Regions from separate parts of the Zea mays genome. Here region 1 is linked to region 2. A link is a contact called in public Hi-C data. All regions are on one chromosome and are shown on one strand. Each heading gives the region's core, a stretch centred on a gene start, on an enhancer-like site or on the middle of the called end of the contact. The rest is flanking DNA. Distances are from core to core; before and after follow the strand shown.

Region 1 (6,409 bases), core at 2,196-4,695, 350 kb after region 2:
GACATAATTTTTTTTTCTTGGCTGTGGGCAAGCAAAGATAGGCGCACAGCTACAATTCTACCTAAGATTAACACTAGCTGCACAGCATACAATGGGAGATTAACACAGATGCAGATGCAGATACGTGGAAGGTAGCGATCATATACAGGCACCCAGGGAGTACAAGTCGCATCCCAGGTCATCGCTGAAGGAAGCATCGTCCTTCTCCTGCAACGGGGATCAGCAATCAGCATTGCTGTTAGATGAAAATGCTGGGGGGAGAGAGAGAGACAGAATGTTTGCAGGTACAGGTACTCCTTCCTTTGGTCAGAAGACGAACCCTGCACAAACTAGTTGTTGAAACATAACAAGAGCCTCCTTACCACTTTGATTATGGAGTTGAGGAGGCCGTCGAAGCTGCAGCTGCTAGAGCTAAGCTCGCTGTGGACCTTAGGGAAGCTCAAATCCGACGCGCTCTTCGGAGCGTCTCCAGAGATAAACATGTCGATCCTCGTCTGTGGGGCAGCTGCCGAAGCACTTGCTGTTGTCTGTCTGACCATTGAGCCGCCAAGGTTCAGTCTTTGGCTCATGGGATGATGACTTCCGATAAGATTAGGCGGCTGAGAGGCCGGCAAACAACTCCATAGTAGCTTGGGATTCAACAGATTGCCTGCGTTCCCTCCCTCCATGTTCGATCTCAAATCGCTTCCACCGCCGAAGTTCAAGTATTTTTGGTTTGGCACAGTGTCTGGAGACAGAAGTATCACACTACCAAAAGAGCTAGCTCCCACTTTGCTGTCTCTTTCTATCCTCAGGTCATTGGAGGGGAAAATACTTGTACCTCCAGAGGATGTAGCACCCAACTCAGCTACACCGTTGCTGCAAAACGAGCCATTCATTGGAGATGCACTGCTAGAGAAGGCAGACAATGGAACAACCCTCTGCTGGGTTGCACAGGAATCCATCAGACTGGAGGAAACTCCAACAGTGCCTTCAGGACGATCTGAACTTGCAGATGAAGATGGCTGGATAACAACTTTGTCTTGTCTACGTTCAACAAAGCCTTGCTGCAGCAAGTGACTGTTCGTGACACTTTGGAGTGTGCCAGGAACACCACTATTAGCCCGGCCACTCGCAGAAAGGATAGTAGATAGATCGTCGGTTTCTTCGTGTATCCACTTCTGTGGCAGCTGGACCTGCCCAACTGGAGTTGGCAAACCTTGTGCTAGATTTCCTTGTAGGCAACTAGTGCCTGGTAAGCTAAGGTGATATTTATCATTTGGATCGCCAATGGAATGACTCATTGTGGTATTGCCGGTTGCAATCTGAATTGGCCTGGAAGCAGACACCCCTTGAATCGCAAATGATGCTGGATTATTTCTATTTAACAGTCCCTGTGGACTGAAAGATGGCAGAGCTGCTGAAGAGACAAAAGATTGATAACCATGGAGTCCTTCAAATGCACTCATCCGCATAAAGGGGTCGTTGCCTCCCAAAGCAGCAACAATGCTAGCCTGTTGTGATGCCACAGCACTTAGCCGTTTAAGGTAGAGTCTATACTTCTGCATGGCACACAAAGCAAACAGTTTAGATGCATATATATATGGTCAGCTACAATTTAGTTTATTTTGGCATTGGATATGTACAGTAACAAGAGGAGCAATTTTGCAGGGATATGCTTGCTGAGTCCTTTTCAGCTTCACAATGTATGCAATATTAAGTCTAAACCAAATGTTACACGATAAACTGAAAATACAGCTATGGAACAGTCTATGTGTCCTTTCTTCCACATTTATAAGACTGGTCAGCAACAACCAAAGAATTTTAATAAATATATGCACTTGTCATGCACTCCCACTGTATAGTATTCCTAAAACAGATATGTCTTGCTTAATGAGGGTGGTGAGGCGGCTAAACAGAACAAAGTGGGGTTAAGTCCATAGATGCCTTGCCTGCAGGTGACTTGCAACATTTTCCCTGGTGAGTCTCTCAACATTCATGAGCTCAAGTATCCTTTTTGGCACGGCTTCTGCGTCAACAGAAAAGATTAGGTTGTGAATGAACCGTGGCAAATAACTTAACAGCAGCAAAGCTGAAAAAAAAACAGCAGGTGGCAGTGGGACTCACTGTCAATTCCTAGCTGATTGACAGCAGCAACAAATTTTCGGTGCAGTTCAACTGACCAAACAACCCTTGGTTTCTTTGGAGCTGAAGGATCATCGTTATCTTGGCCATTACTCTCTTCTCCTTCATCTTCCTCTTCACTATGATATTCCTTCCTCTTTTTGCTGGGCCTCCCACTTTGGTCAGGTGGCCCAGCTGTAATTTGGCTGTGAGCAAGATCAAAATCTGCATTTGATGGCCTATTGCACTCCTCATAGCCATCATTGTTAGCACGATCACAGTTACTGAATTTCCTCCTAACAACATGCTGCCAGATATTCCTAAGCTCTTCCAGCCGAACCGGTTTTAAGAGATAGTCACAGGCACCATGAGTTATCCCCTTCATTACAGTTTTTGTCTCTCCATTCACCGATAACACTGCATGTATAATGACATGTTAGCATTCTAAGTTTTGCCTTCCTCAAATACAGGCTTAAGATTTGCTGTATGCCATGGTTACTTTGAAGATGGTATAAGAATATCATTAAATAAAAGCTGCATACTACTATCAACAACAGTGAGAGTCGGCCACCAGTAAGATATAGCAATTTTGACTTACTAATGACAGGGAGGTCCATTTCAAGCCCCACAAGCTCTAGAAGCTTAAAGCCATCCATGTCTGGCATGTGAACATCACTAATAACAAGATCAAACAGGTCCCTGTTTTGCCTCAGCATACTCAAGGCGACAACAGCCTGATTCGTCGTTGTCACTGCAAATATGAAAAGTCTTACAGGTGAGTAGCTATAGCAAAAGCCAGAACAAGCATCTTGTACATACTGCATGTGAAAGTACCCAAATTGTAGTACACCCACCCAAAAAAATGCAGCATACATAATATAAAAAGTGTAGTGAGGTTACCAATTCAGTGCTTAACTATTTTGATCATTCGATGTAAACAAATCTGTAGCTGCGGGAAGAATCTATACATGATAAGTACATATGTAATATATAACTGTAACAACTAGTGTTACGCAATTGCACAACAGCATCTTTATTTTTTAGCGTCTACTCTGGAAGCAGATAATTTGGCAAAATCCAGGAAAAGAGAAATCTAACAACGCAGCGCTGAACTAGAAATATATATACTAGCAGTCTCCAGGCCGCAGAAATAAAAATGATAGCCCTGTGGCGCAGAAATCCTTACCATGATACTGGCAGCGGCGCAGGAGGTTCTCAAGCACCTTGAGGCACACGGGGTCGTCGTCCACGGCGAGGACCCTCATGCCGACGGGGAACTGGTCCCTGACTCTCCCCACGGCAGCATCTCTCTCCTCCGGCCTCATCGAAACGGGACGGGAGACCCACCCTCCCAATAATATCGACCCGAAACACGGCAAGAAAAGCCGGCGCAAGAACACACTACTGTTGGTGTTCCTAGCAGAGCAGCAGTAGCTGAGCCGAGAAAGCAAAGCGAACAGGAAAAACTCGTGGTTGGCACGCACCAGTCGTCCAGTCCTATCAAGAAATTGGGTTCCCGGCTAGCAGTAGCGGCACCACCAGCCGGCACTACCCCAAACAAGGAGCGAGATGTGGACAGGGAGGAAGATGGGTTGAAGCCTGAAGGCCTCCCGATCCCCAGCAAGGAAAAGGGATCGGGGGAGGGGAAGGGAAGCAGAACCAACCTACTACTGCCCAAGCTCAACTGTAGCTGAAAAGAGGAAAGGGAGGGTGGCGACTGGCGAGCCGGCCGGGATGATGGAGAGGAGAGGAGAGGAAAGCGAACGGCTGGTGGATTTGGACGAGGGAGCGGCGAGGGTGGGGGATGCAGCACAGCCACAGCGGCAGGTTCACGACCAAACCCACCACCACGCCATCATTATTGGAGCAAAGATGTGGGAAAGCAAAAGGAGGAAGGATAGGGAGTTGGACGGGATGGAGAGGGCAGGCCAGAACAAAAGAGATGGGCAGGGAAAGCAAGCAAAGGAGCTGGAAAGCAGGCAGAGATGGCGACTGTTACAGATGAACCAAGCCACCTCTGTCTCCCTCTCTGACTCTTCCCTCTTTCCCACCTCTTCTACACAAGCAAGCTCAGCAGTCACTACAGTCCACGCCAAGCTCGGCTCCCCTCCCCTCCCCTCCGCTCCGCCTCTTCCACAGCGCCACTGCTGCTCAGCATGGATTGACGAGAGGTCTGTAGCTTTTGGTTCCTGTGGCACGGGCGGTGCGGTGGCGAGCATCCTCCCATGGCTGGCAGCCATGGATGGTAGATATACGTGGGTCAAAATGGCGGTGGTGGCGGCGGCGGGAAAAGCGAGTGGACCCCGCCCATGTCCAAGCAACCACTGGTAACTACAGCGTGCGTGATCCTCTCCGCCGTGCAATGCAACCAAGCCATTCGAGACCACTGCTACCTCCTGTGAAACTGTCAAAGCCCTCTCTCTATCTCTCCGTAAATTTGTACTGCTACTCCGCGGTGTATTCTTTTTGTTTTATCTGAATCTCTTAATACTACGCCCGTCCAGAACAGAATACGATATGATTCCGATTCTAATCTTGTCAAACTAACTAAACTTTGAACAAATTTTATTAAAAAGTGTCAATAAATACGGGTGTTTGGATCACACAATTAAAGTTTAGTACTTGTCATATCGAATGTTTGAGCGATAATTACGAACATTAAATATAATTCTATTATAAAATTAATTACACAGTAAAAACTAAAATTAGAATACGAGACAAATTTATTAAATATAATTAAGCTTATATTTATTACTTATGATTGGTATCCAAACATTTAACTAACATGACATAACTTTAGTAAGGAAAACCAAACACCCGCTAAATAGATATGCTAGGAAAATATATTGTACTTAGGGATGGTAATAGACTCTAAATTTTACACTAGAATATTTAAGAATCGGATCGGATTCTATTTCTATTTATTTTTAAACTAAAATCTTTTTAGGACCCTAAAATTTATGAAGAAACATTTAGATCGTGATCCATTACCACCTCTAATTGTATTTCAGGATGCAGAGATCAACAAATATGGTTGATTTGGTGACCACAAAATTGGAGGGGGAAATAGAAAGGGGGGTTCCTCTAGTTTTCTAGTCACCAAACCAGCTCCTTAGGGCTAGTTTAATAACTTCATTTTCTCGGGGGTTCACGTTTTCCCAATAAAATGAACTATTTTTTTTTCTGGTAAAATAGAAATCTCTTGATAATAGGATTGACAAACTAGTCTTTATTGGGGAAAAATATGTGTCGGTAATGAATGAGATTATTGGGTCGTTCGTTTCGAATTAAAGACGGTTGCTTAGAATGTTTCATATATAAACAACAATATTATAAAAGTAGTAAAAATCGGTACATATTAAAGCCTAACGCATGTGATGGGTGACCATGAAGGTAATCATGGTTTAGGACATATACGCATACCGACATCATTGTGTGCGTCGTCACTGGCTGTCGTGTTCTGCTGGAGTGGTGGTACGAGCTACTAGCAGCAGGAGTAGTAGACCCGTAGTACTGGTACTGCAGTCTGCACGGGAGTAGTAGGCTAGTAGGCTGCTTGCTTTGTTTGTCCATGATGATTTCTCTTTCTACGTGCAGTGCTTTGTTGTTTCTGTTGAATGGTGCGGCGTGCGTGGCATCAGAGCTCTCCAACCACGTGTACGTGTGTACTCGATGCGACGGAACGGAGCAGGAAGCGATGGTGCGTTGACATGGGAGAGCATACGACGACGCGACGCGACGCGAGCGTGTTGTTGTCGGTCACCAGAACGGAGTAGTTCTGCCTGCTAGGACGGATCACGGGCATGGACGACGATGGAACCACTCGTCCCGTACTGCTTCTGCTAGATTAAGAGGCTGTTTGATACCATTACAAGCGTGCTAAAATAGTTGGAAACTCCATGTTTCCGAGTGATTTCTATTTTTCAAAGAAAAATAAACTAGTAGTCTTTAAAAAATGGTTTTCCTAAATAGTCCTAAATTAGCTTATTCTAGCTAGATAGGAAGTTAATAGATGAGCTGGTTTTTATCCAAGTTTTCAGCTATTTATTAGGTGATTGGCGAAGCAAAAATGACTATTTTAGGCTTAAAACACTTAAAGACGCATGTGTTGAGGAAATGCGGCGTCGCCGATCTCAATGCCGCCATATCCCACCGTCGGAAGACATTCCTGGTCCGCCCCTGCCTCCAACCTCTAGCGTGCCACCGCTATAGGGCCCGCCTATATGCCGGATAAGTGGCACGTGACATCTCGATACGACATAGATACAACCTAAACCGGTGTGAGAACCATCATGAGTCGTGCTTA
Region 2 (6,045 bases), core at 108-2,607:
ATCTTTTTCTTCTTCTGTTGTTCATACCTATGTTTTCTGTACAAAACCAACAAAAATGCATTCATATGATCCTAAAATGAATAAAGTCTGAATCAAACAAACCATGCGACTATACAATCTTTTTTTTTCTAAAAGCATTTAAACTATAGGTTGGTGTGTTGTTAATTGCAACATACTTGTAATCTCTCTCATCAAAGAGTCGAAGTACTGGGGGGTCCCCATCCATTGATAATATTGCCTGAAATAGAAAATATCAGCAATCCTAATTGGTGTACATTAGTAGTAGACTAATAGCAAGTGTCGTCTGATGAATGAACGTCTGGTATAAGGTAAGCATATGTCCTGTTTATGAAGGCAGTTTGCAAAGCTAGTTCATGCGCCTGCAGATATTGCACCGAGCAGGGAATAAAAAACTATCGTGTTCACTTTGTTGCTCTAGTAGCAAGTAGCTAGTGTTAGGGCCAGAGTTTTTAGCCATCGCATGACAACTCATGACTGCTACAATAATCATTTATGCTAGTGAACAATCCTCAGTTACTCTCTGTACAACATTTATGCTGAAATGTATCCTTTTGGAGGAAAAGAATAAGTAAAAACATCTGAGGCAAATAGCGTACCAGTATAAGATCATTATCGTCTGCAATCTGAACTGCCTCGCTGACAGATACTACACCAACCTACATATATATATGTAGGAAAACAATGAAGAGGAATGCCCAAATGAACAGCTAATCTAACGATGCACAACAATGAAATCTAAAATTAGCGAAGCAGCATAACTAGAGATGAGAATTACCATTCTTTTCTGTTCGTCCAATAGCCTTACGGTCGAGGACCTAACAAAGAGAGGCACCACGCAACGTGAACACACGTAGACGACCACGGCAGCAGTTAATAGTATAGATTTGCAACGACGGATACATGTTATATATGTAAATATAAAATATAAGGCACGCGAGAGGCGAGACGTACTCGATGCGTTCGATGTCAAGGGCCGGGTCGTAGTCGGGGTCGGGCCCGCGGTCCCTCCTCCCCCAGCCTCCGCCACCCCCGAGCCCTTCCTCATCTTCCTCCTCCTCCTCGCCCTCGACCTCGTACGAGGACGAGTACCGCGCGACAACCACGAGCCTCTCCGGCGGCGCCCGCGCCCGCGCCCGCGGCCTGGCCGGGAGCCGCGCCGAAGAGGAGGGGCGCGAGGCGTGGAAGGAAGCGCCGGGACGGCAAGGCACGCGGGACACTGCCGGCGCGAGGGCGACGCCGACCATGGCCGGCGGTGGTCGAGCGCGAGCACGGGCACGGCGGCAGCCGGTAGGCCTTATCTGCTTCGAGGGCTTTCGCCGCGGGAAGCGAAAGAAACGAGTGGAGTGGAGGGGACGATGAGAGCCCTTCCGGTGGGGGTCTGGGCGAAGGGACGTGGGCCTTAGTGTTATGAGCCTCGTAGTGAATCCCGTTTTGTTGTGGACTGGGTCTGGGCCTGAGTGATGAGGTCACTTACGTTCTGGGCCTTCGAGGATTTCGTCTCCGCTTCGATTTCGTTCCAAAATCTCCAGTATACCGGACTTGAATCCAGTCACGAGGTTCGCCTGGATTTCCCGGATCGAGATTTGTGGCGTCCAATCTCCTCCGAATTGCTGAAGTGAAGACGGTAAACGACAGTGTTTCCATCCGTACTTTGCGGTGGTAGGTTAAGATCCGTTGAGCCCGGAATGAAGCTGCTAAAATAGGATGTAGTACAATAGGTAACACTATTTAATACTGTTTTACAGAATAAAATTTGAAATAGAAGATGAGATAGATGATGAAATAGGACTAGGGATCACATTTAGAGGTGTCAATGGAGCCGCATACCCGTTAACCATGGCGATGACAATTAGGGTATATTTAGGAGAAAGGGGAATGTAGGAGATTAGAGGAAATAAAATCTTCTTGTTATTAAATTTTATATAGTAAGGAGATTTTAGCCCCTCCAATCCACTCATTTCCTTTTCTCCTAAACAAGTTGTTAGGGGTAGGATATGTGAGGATTTTAATCTCCATGGGTACATATTTAGAGAAATTCTTCACCCATTGGGTGTGTGGGTATGAATATGGAAAAGCATAAATTCGTACCTGATTACACATGGGTATAAGCATGACAACTAACCATATCGCTCGCAACTCTTTTAAGCACCCATCTATCTATATGTGTACTTTTGGGCTGGGCCTCATGGGCCGGACCGAAGCACGGAAAAAAGCACGACCCAGGCACGGCACGACTCAAAATATTTTAGTGTCGAGCCGGGTTTGGGCCAAGGTCGCGGCCCATGGGCGGGCACGAGCACGACCCATTTAAGGCAGGCACGGAATGACCCATATAGAGACACGAAATGCCCATATCTATACTGTACTTAAAGCACCAGTTTCAACGTCGTCCCGTCATGCCGGCCTGCTGACTATGCCAGACCAGCCTGTTAGCCTGTCGACCCATTTGATTAAATCAACGTAAAATGTTAAAAAATGGTGCATGAGATGGGATTCGAACCCATGCCCTGATGAAAGAAGTCCATCAGGGCGACAGACACTGGGTGAAAGTGTCTAACCAGTAGAACATCATACTAAGATGTTTTTAATATTGAATATAAATTGTATATACGTATATACGTTTTTTGTAAAATAAAAAATATAATCGTGTCAGGCCGGGCCAGCACTACGAGCCGAGGCTATAGCCCAAGCACGACACGTCGTTCTTGCCTTTTGCAAGCATTAGGTCGTTTCTGAGACCACATTGGCGCAATGGGCTTCATGGTGTTTGAGGTTGCTGAATTGAATGGAGCAACAATGATTTGTCACACTAACAGTAAAAGGAAAGGTTATTTATTGGTTTTAAATGTTAGTAATTGCTACGAAGTAGCATAATTTATATGTAGCGCATCCAGTGTTTATTGGTGCCTGACTTTAACAATCACTTCATATTTTGATCTATCTTTTTTATAAGTTTGAGTTCATGTGACTTATTTTAGAAACTTGAGCTCACAAACTTTTTCTTATTTGGTCTCTGTATCGTGGAATTATATCATTTTATAATTTCTGTTCGTTCAGTCAGTCGTCGTTGTGAACTCTCTTCTAATTGCACACTTCATTGGCCGCGTTGTACCAAGACATATTACATGGAGTAAACAATAACATCAATTAGCCAAATCAAAAGAATATTATACGAAGAGCAGGGACAATCAATAAAAAATATTGAGATCTTTTTGGTTGACAGTTTACGTGGGTATTGTTGTAAGCCGTCGCAACGCACGGGCAACCGACTAGTATTTATTAAAACTGCACTGCATTCCACATTTTCATTTACTTGATAAAGAACATAAAGTTAGAGATAATGCTAGTTAGATGTTTTTTTGTAGCTTTGAATTGGAGTATGTGATGTAATTTTACTTTTATTATGAACATTAGATAATAAACTGAACTTACGAACTTTGTATAGAGCTGATTTTACTTCTTTTTCCTTCTAACAAAATGATTTGTAAACGAGGTAGTCGTTGCATAGCTCTCGTAACTTTAATACAAATATTAAGTTTGTTTTTGTTCAGATTTATTTGGCTTATCTTTTATTTGTTTTATTAAATTTGTTTTGAATTTAGGGTTCTGATATGAATTTCGGGCCAAAAAATTAATTTCAGGCTTTTATAATTTCGGGCCACACAAAATGAGCCCGACACGTTTAAGTAATTATGTGCCGGGTCGTGGGCCGAGGGCTAGGCCCATGGACCAGCCCGACCCGAAATTCAAACGGGTCAAGCCGAAATTCAAATAATACGGGTCTTTTCGGGCTTGGGCGGCCCGACCCGAATGTACACCTATACATCTACCCAACACAGGCATGCAGCCACTAACCGCCTCATCCATTAGCCCACGTGTCACTTTGTTTTTGTTGTTTTATATGGTTAAACAATGTTTTTCTTTTTACATGTTAAATTTATTGGTGATATATTGTTGTTGGGTGTCACGTGTGTCAAATAAAATATAATGTGATAATGTTTTTTTGTTGGAGATGGAGACCCAATAAGGAACCAATACGTGAATGGGGATATGTATGGGATGAACCTTATACCTATAATGGGTATAGGTACGAAGATGGGGATAAGTATAGCTTCATGGCAATGGGTACGAGGTGTCCAAATCCAATGGAGAATTCCCCATTGACACCTCTAATCACAATGGATCGACTTTTGATCGGGTGGAGCAAAAATCCACCCATGATCACACGTGAAGTCTATCTAAACCCACTCGTGATCGTATCGTAGGTGCAATTCCAAACCCGCATCTGAACCTATCGGGTTTCGAGTCACACGCAGATTTTTACTCAGTACACATTTTTAAACAATATTTCGGCTATAAGAAATTAAGAACCGTGAATAATTGAGTTATATCTACGAATTTATGTCTTTCCATGTTGAGGAGTAACAAAACATTTCATGAATTATTAGCCAAGTTACTTATCAAACTAATTACTATTGTATCTTAATTATTTTTGTGCAAAATAAAGAATAAACCAAATTTCAAATCGGGTGTGGGTCAACGCGGGTTAAAATAGAAACCCACACCCACAAATGTGAAACTTCAGGTCGAGTGCGGGTGCACCTATAGGTAAAAAAACTTCACCTATATCGCACCCGTCGAGTCGGATACCCGTCGGGTTTTGGATTTGCAAGTTAATTTGCCATCCCTAACTGGGACGGTCTCCAGCGTACTACCTTTATGATTCCCTATCACACTTCTTATTTTAAAAATCGATTTTCTAAACAGTGCAATTTATAGCAAAAAAATAATATTTTACACGTCTATACGAGCCTAAAGACATCAGAAGCGACCATCGCGGTCGATGCCTAACTATCATCAACAACACCAAACACCGCCGATGTTGCCCTTCCATATAGAGCAACGTATGGGCTAAGGTTGTCTCCTGTCCATATCTTTTATTTCAATCTTTAGAAACACGATCGGTTGATCATAACCTTAGAGCTATCACGTTCTTGTTGGGAAAGAAAAAGAGAAAAGCTTGTTGTTTATAGAAATGGCAACGGGTCTCGATTCCCGATTCTCCACGGGAAATTTCTGAGAGCACCTAGAGGGGGTGAATAGGTGATCCTGTAAAACTTAAACTTTAATGCCACAAAACTTGGTTAGGAGTTAGCACAATAAAGCCAAGGAGCTAGATAAGAGTCTTTGCAAGACACGATAACCACAAGAAGATCAATCACAGATAGACACAGTGGTTTATCCCGTGGTTCGGCCAAGTTCAACACTTGCCTACTCCACGTTGTGGCGTCCCAACGAACGAGGGTTGCAATCAACCCCTCTCAAGCGGTCCAAAGACCCACTTGAATACCTGAGAGCACCTAGAGGGGGGTGAATAGGTGATCCTGTGAAACTTAAACTTATAGCCACAAAAACTTGTTAAGTGTTAGCACAATAATCGCCAAGTGGCTAGAGAGGAGTCTCAACAAAACACAATACCACAAGAGATCAAACACAGAGATGACACAGTGGTTATCCCGTGGTTCGGCCAAGACCAACGCTTGCCTACTCCACGTTGTGGCGTCCCAACGGACGAGGGTTGCAATCAACCCCTCTCAAGTGGTCCAAAGACCAACTTGAATACCACGGTGTTTTGCTTTGCCTTTCAATATCCCGTTTGCGAGGAATCTCCACAGCTTGGAGTCTCTCGCCCTTACACTTGAGATTCACAAAGAAATACGAAGTAAGGGAGGGAAGCAACACACAAATCCACAGCAAAATGCACACACACAAGGCCAAGAATCGAGCTCAAAAGACTATCTCAAAGTTCTCACTAGAACGGAGCTCGAATCACTGAGAATGACAAACGAATGCGCAAAGACTGAGTGTGGATGATCAAGAATGCTCTAAGGTTGCTTGGTGTACTCCTCCATGCGCCTAGGGGTCCCTTTTATAGCCCCAAGGCAGCTAGGAGCCGTTGAGAGCAATCTGGGAAGGCAATTTTTGCCTTCTGTCGAGTGGCGCACCGGACAGTCCGGTGCACAC

What was found. A called contact is a pair of places that touch in the nucleus more often than the background predicts.
Region 1: a Hi-C map of leaf shows a contact between it and region 2, with 7 times the contacts expected there. The contact joins the promoter of LOC103627858 here to the promoter of LOC100193325 in region 2. A contact is called at or near these places in 2 of 25 Hi-C or Micro-C datasets (ear and leaf).

Annotation. Positions count from the first base shown.
Region 1 is chr5:222,120,343-222,126,751 of Zm-B73-REFERENCE-NAM-5.0, forward strand. It overlaps LOC103627858, which reads left to right and starts at 3,446. Exons shown (of 2, transcript XM_008648170.4): 1 at 3,446-4,430; 2 at 5,701-6,059. The coding sequence starts at 3,838. The coding sequence ends at 5,812. It overlaps LOC100274010, which reads right to left and starts at 3,992. Exons shown (of 6, transcript NM_001148395.2): 1 at 3,290-3,992; 2 at 2,702-2,854; 3 at 2,107-2,520; 4 at 1,932-2,008; 5 at 363-1,541; 6 at 1-207. The coding sequence starts at 3,428. The coding sequence ends at 139.
Region 2 is chr5:221,776,407-221,782,451 of Zm-B73-REFERENCE-NAM-5.0, forward strand. LOC100193325 (embryo defective12) reads right to left here and starts at 1,358. Exons shown (of 10, transcript NM_001138462.2): 1 at 973-1,358; 2 at 797-836; 3 at 618-677; 4 at 177-238; 5 at 1-36. The coding sequence starts at 1,265.